Regions from separate parts of the Pan troglodytes genome. Here regions 1 and 2 are each linked to region 3. A link is a contact called in public HiChIP or PLAC-seq and capture Hi-C data. All regions are on one chromosome and are shown on one strand. The core of a region is the stretch at or near the end of the contact, and the rest is flanking DNA. Distances in the headings are between cores, read along the strand shown. Region 1 holds the start of TARS1 (threonyl-tRNA synthetase 1). Region 2 holds the start of DNAJC21 (DnaJ heat shock protein family (Hsp40) member C21). Region 3 holds the start of AMACR (alpha-methylacyl-CoA racemase).

Region 1 (3,711 bases), core at 64-2,563, 570 kb after region 3:
TTCTGCATGTGGCCTAACCTTCTATCCCAATGCCAGCGTGACTTTTACAAATACAGTCTTCCCGCTTAAGATCCTTCATGTATAGAATACAAGTTTCAAACATCCTTGTTGCCTAAGATCCTTCTGATTGCTGTTCCTTTAACCCTTCTTGCATATCTCTTGCAAACAACCCGAAAGACAATTCACCTGCGTGCCCCTTTTCACTGCCTTCCCTACCTTTACGTGGGAAGCCCCGTCCTGCCTGTTTACCTGGTGAAATCATTCTTCCAAACTAAATTCTAAAGTGCCTTCCTAAACTTCCTCTTCTGTAATACCACAAGGTTGATCACAAAGCACTAGGGCTGTTTTCCTGTCTCTTACACATCAGCCTGTGAGGCCCTCAAAGTCGGGGAACTGGGCCCTATTCATCTTCCCACATGCACCGCCCAGATCAGTGCCGGGCAAAATGTATACTTAACCACCCAAACTTGGACAAGCTGGGTCAGATCTCGGGCACTCGGTTTTCCTTTCCTTAAAATGGAGCTCTTTACCCCCGCAGGATCTTAGGAGATTGATTAAATAAGGCTCTGCAATGTGTTTCCCGCTTACAGTAAGCCATAAACGCAAGTTTGGAAGCCCCAAGCCTAAGATTCTGATTCTGTCTCCGCGTCTAACTACTGTAGATGTGAGGCTCTGAACAAGTCGCTCACTCAAGGTCTGTTTCCTCATCTGTAAAGAGAATGGACCCACAGATGAACTGCAAGGCCCCACCCTAATTTATGAATGGATGGTTCCCAAAGGGGGTTCCGACTTTCCAGGAGTCCCACCATCCCCCACTTCTCCGACCCACGCGGTCCCGGCCGCTTCCTGCTTCCTGCCCCCCGCTCCCGCCGCGAGCGTAGCGTCTGCACCCACTAGAGTCCCAGGCTGGTCTCTGGGTCCCACCAAGTTTGCTCACCGGCTTCTCCTCGCCTCCCATCTTCCCTGAAGGACTGCTGGCCTTCTCCTCAAACATTGGCGAACGACGAAGCGATGAGAGAACCCGAAAGCGACGGCCTAGAGGAGAGGAGCCAAGAGGCGGGTCGGAGGTGGGCTAGCGCCCGGGACTTGGCCTCGGCTGGACCAGCTGATGCAATCGAAAGGCGCCCTAACCCCGCCCCCAACTTGCGGCGGAACGAGCAGCCAATGGATAACGGGGGAAGGCGGGCCCTCCCTCCTCTAAGCCAGTGGAAAATCTTTTCGGGTGACAGAGCCCTTCTAGGAAATCAGGTCGCGGAGGGTGAGGAGGAGCAACTGCAGAAGCTACATGCCTACTCTCCGCTGACCTTGGTCTGCACGCTTTCCAGAGTCAAGTCCCCAATGCGCGTGCGCCTTTACTCCCTTCTGACTTTATGTGGCACAATCATGGACCTTCCCGGACACCGTAGATAATAAGTAGGTCTTGGTCTAAACTTCCGGGAGGTTTTCGGCGACCTGGATACCATCTTCGACACGGGGACAAATCCCGGGATGGAGTCCAGGGTTTCCCGCGGCTTCGGCGCTTCCTGACCTGGCGTGACTGCCGACTTGTCGGCACCACCCAGGCCTCAGGCTCCCTGTCTGTAGTGGTGAATCGACCTTCCTCATGGCAGTCCAGGCTCCCCAAGCCCCATGTCCTGTTGATCCGGGACAAACTCTTCCTTGAACATTCTTCACTACGAGCCGCTGCTGATCTGTACTGCCTGGAGGAGCATTTCCATAGCGCCCGCAAAAATAACAATAAAGCTCACCCAAGGAAATAACCATGGATTCTCACGCCTGGGTGCCAGTGTTTGGAATCGACTGGGCTTTTTTATGTTAGTAGGCAATTTAAAACAATTACTTATTTGAAATCAGAAGCGCAATAGGCACAACTTCAGGTACGTGCTCCACCACCACGTTTTGTGGATTTTTCTTTTTAAACATCAGTTCTGTTCTCTACAACTCTCCGCCTTCAGGTTTATACTTTCCAGGAACAATAGCTTCCGAATTCGACTTTGTGCATCCATTTTTCATACAGCACCGTTGTAGTCTTCAAATACAAATATGATCACGGCAATCTGCTGAAAAATCTTTGGTGGCTTTCCCTTGCTCTTGGACAATCCCTGATTGTCCAAGTTTTCGGCTTCATCTCGTTCGCCCACCATACACTGAACTATAAACTGTAGTGGCTTTTTTTCCTCAGGTCTTCCCACAGAGTAAGTACCAAGATTTTTCCACCCTACCCTCATCCGTGCTCATTCCGACACACTTTTTGCCTGTTTGACACCTCATTTATTGTCAGATTTCAAGAATCGTTTTCTTCGGGGAACCATTTCTTGACCCCCTTACTGGATGAAACAAGCCTCCCTGTTAAACAGTGTTGGAGGCGCAGAAACATACCCCCAAATAATGGCGTTTTGACATCTGAACTGAAGAAGCCTTAAGGTCCCACTCCCCTAAATCCCCACGCCATCTCTGCCAAAGCAAAGGATAAAGTTTAGACACATCACAAGGAACATAATTGTTTTTGTTGCCTCCCTGTAAGACCAAGAATGTAGTCATCACACCTGAGCAGACCCTTTCACAAGATGTTGTACAAATTAATGTGTTCCTGATACATTCATTCTCCCTTGTAATCCCTCAACAGAATTCCTCTTCTCCCTATCATAACCTGTGTCGCTGGGATTGTATCCACAAGCTTCTGAAGCCCTCTGAGGGGTGGGTAATCACGCTGTGATTCTTCCTGTGTATACACGTTAAGTAAATTTGTATGTTTTTTCTATTAATGTTCCTCATGTTAGTGATTTTCAGCCAAACCTCAGAGGGCCAAGGAGAAAGGTCCCCTTGGCGCTTACAATAGTGTCTGCTGGTAGTTTCATGTGGTTCTTGGTAGAACTTACCGGTTCAACTTGTTCTTTCACTATGTGTGTATTTAGAGCTAAGCAAGTTTACTATATATGTGTATATATATATATACACACACACACACATATACACATATGTATATGTATGTACATATATTATATATATATATATGCACAGTAATGGTTCTGATCAGTTGGCCTAAGAGTACACCCTATGTGGGGCTTCACGTACTGCTACACTCACAGGCAGAATTGGGGGTTGTTTTTCTGTCCAGAGTGATTGATCCTGATTACAAGGGGACAAGCGGGTTTCTTCTACATAAAGGAGAATTTTGTCAAGAACCCAGGAGATTCACTGAGACCTTTTTTAGTACTTCTTTGTCTAATGTTTCGCTGTTGGAAAACTCTGGGAACCCAACAAAGACAAGGAAGGAAGGAAGGTTTGGGCTATCCTTCTAGGTAAAGAATCTAGTCTAGCGAGGTCCTGACAAAGGCTAAGGGTAACTTGAAAAGGTGCTAGGAGAACAGAGTTATACAATATTAGCTACCTAATTTGCAGATTACATATATATGTATACACATATACATATGTGTGTGTGTGTATATATATATATATAACTGCTCTTTAGCTGACACCTTGATTTCAATAATAGTCCTTTTCTTTTCTTTTTTCTTTGAGATGAGGTCTTGCTCCATTACCCAGGCTGGAGTGCAGTGGCACAATCATAGCTCACTACAGACTCAAACTCCTGTACTCAAGCAGTCCTTCTGCCTCAGCCTCCCAAGTAGGTAGGACTGAAGGCACACACCACCACACCCAGTTAATTTTTTCTTATTTTTTATTCCATCTATCTATCCATTTATTTAT
Region 2 (3,741 bases), core at 993-3,492, 910 kb before region 3:
ATCTCCTCCCCTTGCGCTTTCCCCCTCCCGCTGACCCCAAGCCTGGCTTGGGCCCTTACCTGTCTGTCCACTGAGGACTCTCCCTAACTTCTGTCTCCAGCCCTCTTCAATCCACTAAGTAGTCTTCATAGTACCCTCCCATGGCAGCTTAATAAAACCAGCCACAACTCCCTTATTTAGCGAAGCAAATTTCACAGTCCTTGGGCTAATATTCAAGATTACAAGAAATACAATCTGATTTCAAACTACTCTTGTACTCAAGAAATACAATCTGATTTAACATCACTCTTCAGAAAATTACATACGCTTTTGGTCACAGCATTCTCTACTTCATTCACCCTTTCCCACCTAGAAAGTCAAGGAATTCCGAACTTCCTTCTAATTCCTAACTTGATTTCTAACAGTAACAACCCAAACTCCTAAGAATATGCTTCTACACTAACCCAAACTCTAAGAACATACTTCTACACTATTTTTACATTTATTAATTTTGGCTGTATCTTCTGACTTACTGCTATGATGAACATCAGTTCATTTACTTCTGCTCTTCTAATATATTTATAATCACATTTTTTCACGCCTCTGTTGGTAAGCATAACTTTAAATAACAGACCTACACCTCTATCTCTCACTCCATCACCATAGCCATTCCCTTTTGACTTTGGGTCCCTGCCCTTTCCTTCCACTCCTCTCATAATCCCTATTTTTCAGACCTGCAATGCACACCACCTTCAGTCAAACTGTCCCCCGGAACATCTTTTGTCCTCCACCATGCTATCCTCCATACTGTTGAGTTCACTTTTCCAAATTGCATTCCTCTTCGATCCAGTCCAAACTCCTCTGAGAAGGGGAAGACTCAATACAAAATGATAACTCCCTCCCTGAATTCCTGGAGCATATATTAGTTGTTCCATTAATCTAACCACCAATTATGTATGTTGCGATTTTTTTCTGGCAGTTGTATTTAACTTTTCGTTTGTGTAAAGCAGAAAGTTGTTTTCCTAACAAGACTCTAAGACCCCTGTCTCAGCATTTCCAAATCTACTTAGTAGAGTGCAGTGACTTGCATATATTGGATACTCTGTAACCGTGTTTACTGATGAATGCTAATATGAAAGCCTCTTCATATGAACCTCAAAAAGCTGAAAGTCAACTACTCTCTTAGTTTCCCAGCCTGGAAGATCAGATTACTTCATAAAAGTCACACAGGCCTGGATTACAGACCAATGAAACATCCAAAGGAAGGATACTTCTAAGTAAACATACAAACTTTACTGGGGAAGCCGCCTGATTAAAACCTTCCCCGGCAGAATCATGTCCAAAGTGAAGTACAAGGTCTGCTTAAACAGCTTATTAAAAGAAAAAAAAAACAGCGTAAAAAGCGCATCCCTATTGAAAAGATATTTTACTAGCTCCCGTGTCTTAACTTCTTAACTAAGAAACGAAAACTTCAACATCAGGTTGAAGTATCTGGGATTCCCGGACGAGGTGGAGGGCAGCGGAGGAAAAACACCGAGAGGCTGCGCTGCAAGGGACGCAGGGAAAGGCAAGCCTGGGGCAGGTCTGAGTTCCGAGGCCCCGACTGCTCCCTCGTGGTGTCTGCGACCCGGTAGCGGGAGCAAGTGAGGTTGTTGGACTGCAGTTTTCCCCCTACAGTGGCGATGCGGGGCCGGGGTCGCGGGTATGAGGAGATGGGGTGTGAGCCGGGGTGCGCCAGGGCGGAGCGCTTCGCCCACCGAGACGGGCAGGGCGGCGCCGGGCACTGGCCGGGCGGGGCAAGGAGCTCCTAGGCCGCCAGGTCGCTCTCTGCTGGCTCCACGGAGTCCGCCCGGGGGAAGGGAAGGTCGGGGAGGGCCGGGCTTCTCCGAGTGGCCGCGGCGGCTGCGGGCCAGGTACTTACCCGGGTGCCATTTCAGGGCCAGCTTCCGATAGGCCTTCTTGAGCTCCTCCTCGCTGGCGTCGCGCCGCACCCCCAGCGCCTCATAGTGACACTTCATCGCCCGACCGGGCGGGCGGCCGGCGCTGGGGCCCGGGACGGGGTCGGGGCCCGGGCCCGGGCCGAAGCGGCGGCGGCGGCGGCGCTGGCACTCCTCTCCGGCGGGAGTCCGCCGCCCGCACCGGGCCAGCCAGCGAGCCCGGCGGCGGCGGCGGCAGCGGCGGTGGTGTAGGTCAGTGAAGGCGCGCGGTGGCGGCAGACGACGCGGGCTGCGGCACGCGAGAGCGCGGAGGGGGCGGTGCCGGCGGCCGCCGCTTCGCATGGGCTAGGGGTGGGCTCTGTGCCGGAAAGGGCCGCGCGGGAGAGGGTGGGGCCTCGGCGAGGTGAGAGGCGAGGCCCCGAGGAAGGAAGGCGGGGCCTTGGCGAGGAGAGAGGCAGGCCGCGCAGGAGAAAGGCGGGAGCTTGGCGGGGAAAGAGGAGGGCCGCGTGGGAGGAAGGCAGGCCTTGGCCGGGAAGAACAGGAGGAAGGCGGGACCTTGGTGTGAGAGGCGGGGCCTCGGCGGGGTGAGAGGCGGGGCCGCGCGGAAGGGAGGCAGGGCCACGCTGGTGTCATTGTGAGGGGCACAGATGGCGGTCAGTGTGAGTGGCAGCCGACCTGAGGGCTGAAGGGGGAGATAGGAGCTGGGATGGGAGAGGATTCTGGAAAATATCTGATTATAATTTCTCAATGGATCCCCGTTTTTATAGATAAGGCGATTCAGACTCCAAGTGGTCAAGTGGTTGGCTCAAGCCTCCTCAGCTAATACAGTAGCAGAATTCGGTTGGACTGAATATCAGGTTTTTTTTTTTTAATCTCTTTAATTCTCTTCAGCTGCCACTTAAGATCTCTGGTATTGATCATCTTGACCAATATGCTTGAGAAAGGACAGTTAGATTATTTAAGCGGAAACAATTTAAAAGGGAAGCATCAACACACTTAAAAATAATGAAAAGCCTTACCACCAACATGGATGAAATTGTGCTGATCTATCCATCCAACACACTTTAATCCTAACTTTCTGGCCTCTAATCCTACCTTTCCAAGATTGGTTTAGGTTAAGAAAGCAGTTAAAGGATAGTATTTAACTGGTAGGTTTTGGTTGATCTGACTAGCTGTATTACATTGTATTACAAGATGGAAGATCTGCACAATTATTCCAAACACTTTGAAAGGTATCAAAATAATACCATAATTGTTATTAAAATGCATTAATACACCAATATATTTCACTGTAATGTGGAATGTTTACATGCATCAGTTAGGTGTGGGTTGTATTTACTAACCATGTATGGTTAGCTATGTTGCTAATATCTATTGCACAGGGTTGGCGTACCCAAGCGGTTTAGTAAGGTTATCCTTCTCTTCCCCAATATGCTGCCCCCAGTAAAATAAAAAACCCACGCTAAGCTTCATCAGGTTACTTCACACGCCACTGACCAACCAACTCACTACTCAGAATTCATACACTTCCCTTTTTCCCAGAGGAAGATTCTACACAGTCTCAGTTAGTTGGTAAATTGGTAATGGATAAGGATTGAGAAGTCTGAGTTTGGGGGAGAATGAAACCTTTCCCCTCCTGAGAACAGAATTGGGATGGCGGGCGGGGGGAGGGGAGGGACAAAAAAAAACGGACAAGGAAAGTATTTTTTTCCCTCCAACTTAATTTGGAGTATTTTCTCCCTCCAACTTAATTTGGTTTTGGATACAGCCTCTAGGAATCACTTACTTCTTTTACCTTCTGAAGTAAGGATTTTTGCCTATAACA
Region 3 (3,308 bases), core at 83-2,582:
TATCTGTTTTCTTATAGTAGTTTTATAGTTTTGGGTTGTATGTCTTAAGTTTTTTAATCCATTCTGAGTTGATTTTTGTGTATGGTGAGGGATAGGGGTCTAGTTTCATTCTTCTGCACATGGATTTCCAGTTTTTCCAGCACTACTTATTGAATAGAATGTCCTTAATGTATGTTCTTGGTGTTTTTATCGATAATCAGCTGGCTGTAAATATATGGATTTATTTAGGGGTTCTTTATTCTGTTCCATTGGTCTTTGTGTCTATTTTATGCCAATAGAATGCTGTTTTGGTTACTACACCTTGGTAGTATAATTTGAATTCTGGTAGTGTGTTGCTTCCTGCTTTGTTCTTTTTGTTCAGTGTTGCTTTGGCTATTCAGGACCTTTTGTGGTTTTATACAATTTTTTTTTCTATTTCTATGAAGAGAAAGCCACAGAGTCCTAAAATAATTCTAAAATTCATCATGACTTTCTTGCCTAAAAGATCTTGATTTCAATCGTGCCTAGTTTTGCTTTAATCACTTGCTTGAGAAATACATAAATCCCCACTTAAGATTAGTGCAGGCATATCTCTGGCACCCATTTCTGGTTCTATTAAAATTCCTAGAGATGTCAAAAATTACATTAGGCCACCTGACAGGCTATACCTAGAAGAGAAAAAATGATTTGTAAAAGCAGTGGGGCTATTTGCGATTGCTTTTTTTTTTTTTCTTAAATATCACCTATTAGGTTGAAAACCTGAAATTGCAGCTTTCTGTAGAAATGGCGGAAGACAAACTAACATTTTTAAAGCGCTCTCATTTAGCTCTGATGAGTACTACACCCCTGATATTCTTCTGATACTAAAATAATTTTCCTAGTGTAGTCTAAACTTTTTAAAAAAGACATGTAATCCGCGGAGTTTGTAACTCAAAACGAGTGCATCTAGGAGGTATTGCAAGCCGTTTCTGGATTAAATTCCCAGCTAGCTAGCTAGGGTGAAGAAGACAATCTGCAGCCTAGGGAAGAAAACGCTTTCGCATTGTTCTTACGTGTTTACGTTATTTTATTTCCCTAGAGCGAGGCAGGAGTAGGGACTCGAATGGTACAGTTGGGCTGGGGATCGCCATGGTACAATAAAAGCGTCCAGAGAGGACGGTAACAGGCAGGAGCTCCAAAGGTCGGTCCCTGAAATTTAAGACTCAGGAATTTAGGTTGCACAAAAAGGAAAGCAACCTACTGCCTTTGGCACTGGCGGTCCCGGGAGGCCGGGGGTGAGGAAGCGCCCAGTGCGCAGACTCCGCGGGCTTGCGCAGGCCCACAAAAGAGGGACGGGGGTGGTGCCTTTGGGGCGCGGCGCCGCGGCTGGGGGCGTGGCGCCGGGGATTGGGAGGGCTTCTTGCAGGCTGCTGGGCTGGGGCTAAGGGCTGCTCAGTTTCCTTCAGCGGGGCACTGGGAAGCGCCATGGCACTGCAGGGCATCTCGGTCGTGGAGCTGTCCGGCCTGGCCCCGGGCCCGTTCTGTGCTATGGTCCTGGCTGACTTCGGGGCGCGGGTGGTACGCGTGGACCGGCCCGGCTCCCGCTACGACGTGAGCCGCTTGGGCCGGGGCAAGCGCTCGCTAGTGCTGGACCTGAAGCAGCCGCGGGGAGCCGCCGTGCTGCGGCGTCTGTGCAAGCGGTCGGATGTGCTGCTGGAGCCCTTCCGCCGCGGTGAGCCCGGGCCCCGCGGGCTGCTCTCGGGAAGTTCCCGCGGAGGGGAGGGGTCTGGCCGTTCGATCGAGGCTGCACCCGCCACACCTTTGCCCTGTTGCCGCAAGAACCCTTGTCGGCCCCAGCCTTCCAGATTTTTGCCTCCTAGGGTATTGTTAGTGATCATTCATCCCAAACTGGATTGTCCAAAACTTGGGTTCTGAGATACTGCTGTTGCCCGGTTTCTCCTTTTGCCTCTCTGACTCCTTCCCAAATTCCTCCTTTTTTTTCCTAAGAAACGTTCCGTATTTGCCTTTCTTAATTAATTGAGGGTCTTGAACCCTGTGAGAATCTAATGAAAGCCATAGGATTCCCTTCCTGGAAAACTGCATATAGGCGGTCATTCGGCTACCGTTTTGGAGTGCTGTACCCTCAAGCCATCCACGGGCCCAGGCTAACGCTCCTCCCTGCCTGAAATGCTGGCGTTCTAAGTCTCAGCATCTGCTCCCTGAAGCCCAGTTACCCATTCCCATCATTTTCACCTTTTTGTAGACTTCCACCTTTCAGAGCGGCAGACGCTGGCATACACAGGTCCTGGGCATCGCCGTCAAGGCTGCCCGCCAGGCAGCTTCCACAAATCCCAAAATGAGCCTTTCCTTCTTCCTTCTAAAACAGCATCTCCACCTTCTGTATTATTTATTTCAGTGAATGCCTGAATCTCAAACTTGTACTTCATCATGGACTCCAGTCTTCCTTTCACATCCAATTTCAATGATCATCAATACAGTCATTTTGCTCCTTAGCCCACTCGGACTATTTCTCTCCATACCTGCTGCAACTGCCTTGACACTGGCGTGACAGCCTTTTAAAAACTGGCGTTTGGGGCTGGTATCACTCCAGTGGATTCTCAGACAGCTGCCAGAATAACTTTGTTCAAGTAGAAATCCAAAGCATTGCCTGGTCTATAGTGGGAAATCGGTAAATGGTGAATGAATGAATGCCTACGGCACAGCCGGCTTATTTAAATGCGTTAACTCATTTAACCCTCACAGCTGTATTTGAGGCTTGTAACAATAATGATTTAATAATTAAGATTATGTAATAATTTAAGAATGCTCCATTTAAGATGAGGGAGGCTTGTCCAAGGTCTTGTAATTAGGAGGAAGGTCGGCTGGGAATACGGATATAGCCTCCGGGTGAGGAGTTGTGACTGGTGTTTAGGTAGATGACTAGAGGTTTTCTGTGATTTATTTAGCCTTAGGAAGGTAAAGATAGTGAGTTTATTATGTAATTTTGATTACTTTTAATCCCAGGAAATTTCAGGTGCTGGTTACCTGGGGTTTGTGCTATAAATACTATACTTGTTGATAGCTTAAAAACTCTCAGGTACTATTGTCACTAACCACTCTTTCTACAGATGGGTGCTAAACTTTTTCGTGAAGGTACTGATGCTAGGCACTTTAGCGCCTATGGAAACATCAGGTGTAAATTCTGCAGGAGGAGCTCATGAGCTGATAGGGAAGATAAGTGTATGCATGTACAAGCAAGTGCAGCTAAGGTGGGATGTGGTAAACACTGATGCGGTATAGAAAAAGAGAAAAGGGATTTACTAAAGGGATGAGACCCTGCTCTGGGGATT

The links. HiChIP or PLAC-seq counts read pairs in DNA pulled down with a chosen protein or histone mark. Capture Hi-C pulls out chosen DNA fragments and counts their contacts.
Region 1: a capture Hi-C map of stem cell-derived neural stem cells shows a contact between it and region 3, with 5 times the contacts expected there. The contact joins the promoter of TARS1 here to the promoter of AMACR in region 3. A contact is called at or near these places in 1 of 1 datasets of contacts at active chromatin or transcription factors (stem cell-derived excitatory neurons) and 1 of 1 other capture datasets (stem cell-derived neural stem cells).
Region 2: a contact with region 3 is called in an H3K4me3 HiChIP or PLAC-seq map of stem cell-derived excitatory neurons, with 2.6 times the contacts expected there. The contact joins the promoter of DNAJC21 here to the promoter of AMACR in region 3. A contact is called at or near these places in 1 of 1 datasets of contacts at active chromatin or transcription factors (stem cell-derived excitatory neurons) and 1 of 1 other capture datasets (stem cell-derived neural stem cells).

What each region holds. Positions count from the first base shown.
Region 1 is chr4:79,335,318-79,339,028 of NHGRI_mPanTro3-v2.0_pri, forward strand. It overlaps TARS1 (threonyl-tRNA synthetase 1), which reads right to left and starts at 1,314. Exons shown (of 19, transcript XM_001153971.6): 1 at 938-1,314. The coding sequence starts at 994.
Region 2 is chr4:77,857,911-77,861,651 of NHGRI_mPanTro3-v2.0_pri, forward strand. DNAJC21 (DnaJ heat shock protein family (Hsp40) member C21) reads right to left here and starts at 2,243. Exons shown (of 13, transcript XM_016953446.4): 1 at 1,901-2,243. The coding sequence starts at 1,997.
Region 3 is chr4:78,766,832-78,770,139 of NHGRI_mPanTro3-v2.0_pri, forward strand. AMACR (alpha-methylacyl-CoA racemase) reads left to right here and starts at 1,333. Exons shown (of 6, transcript XM_009449327.5): 1 at 1,333-1,690. The coding sequence starts at 1,444.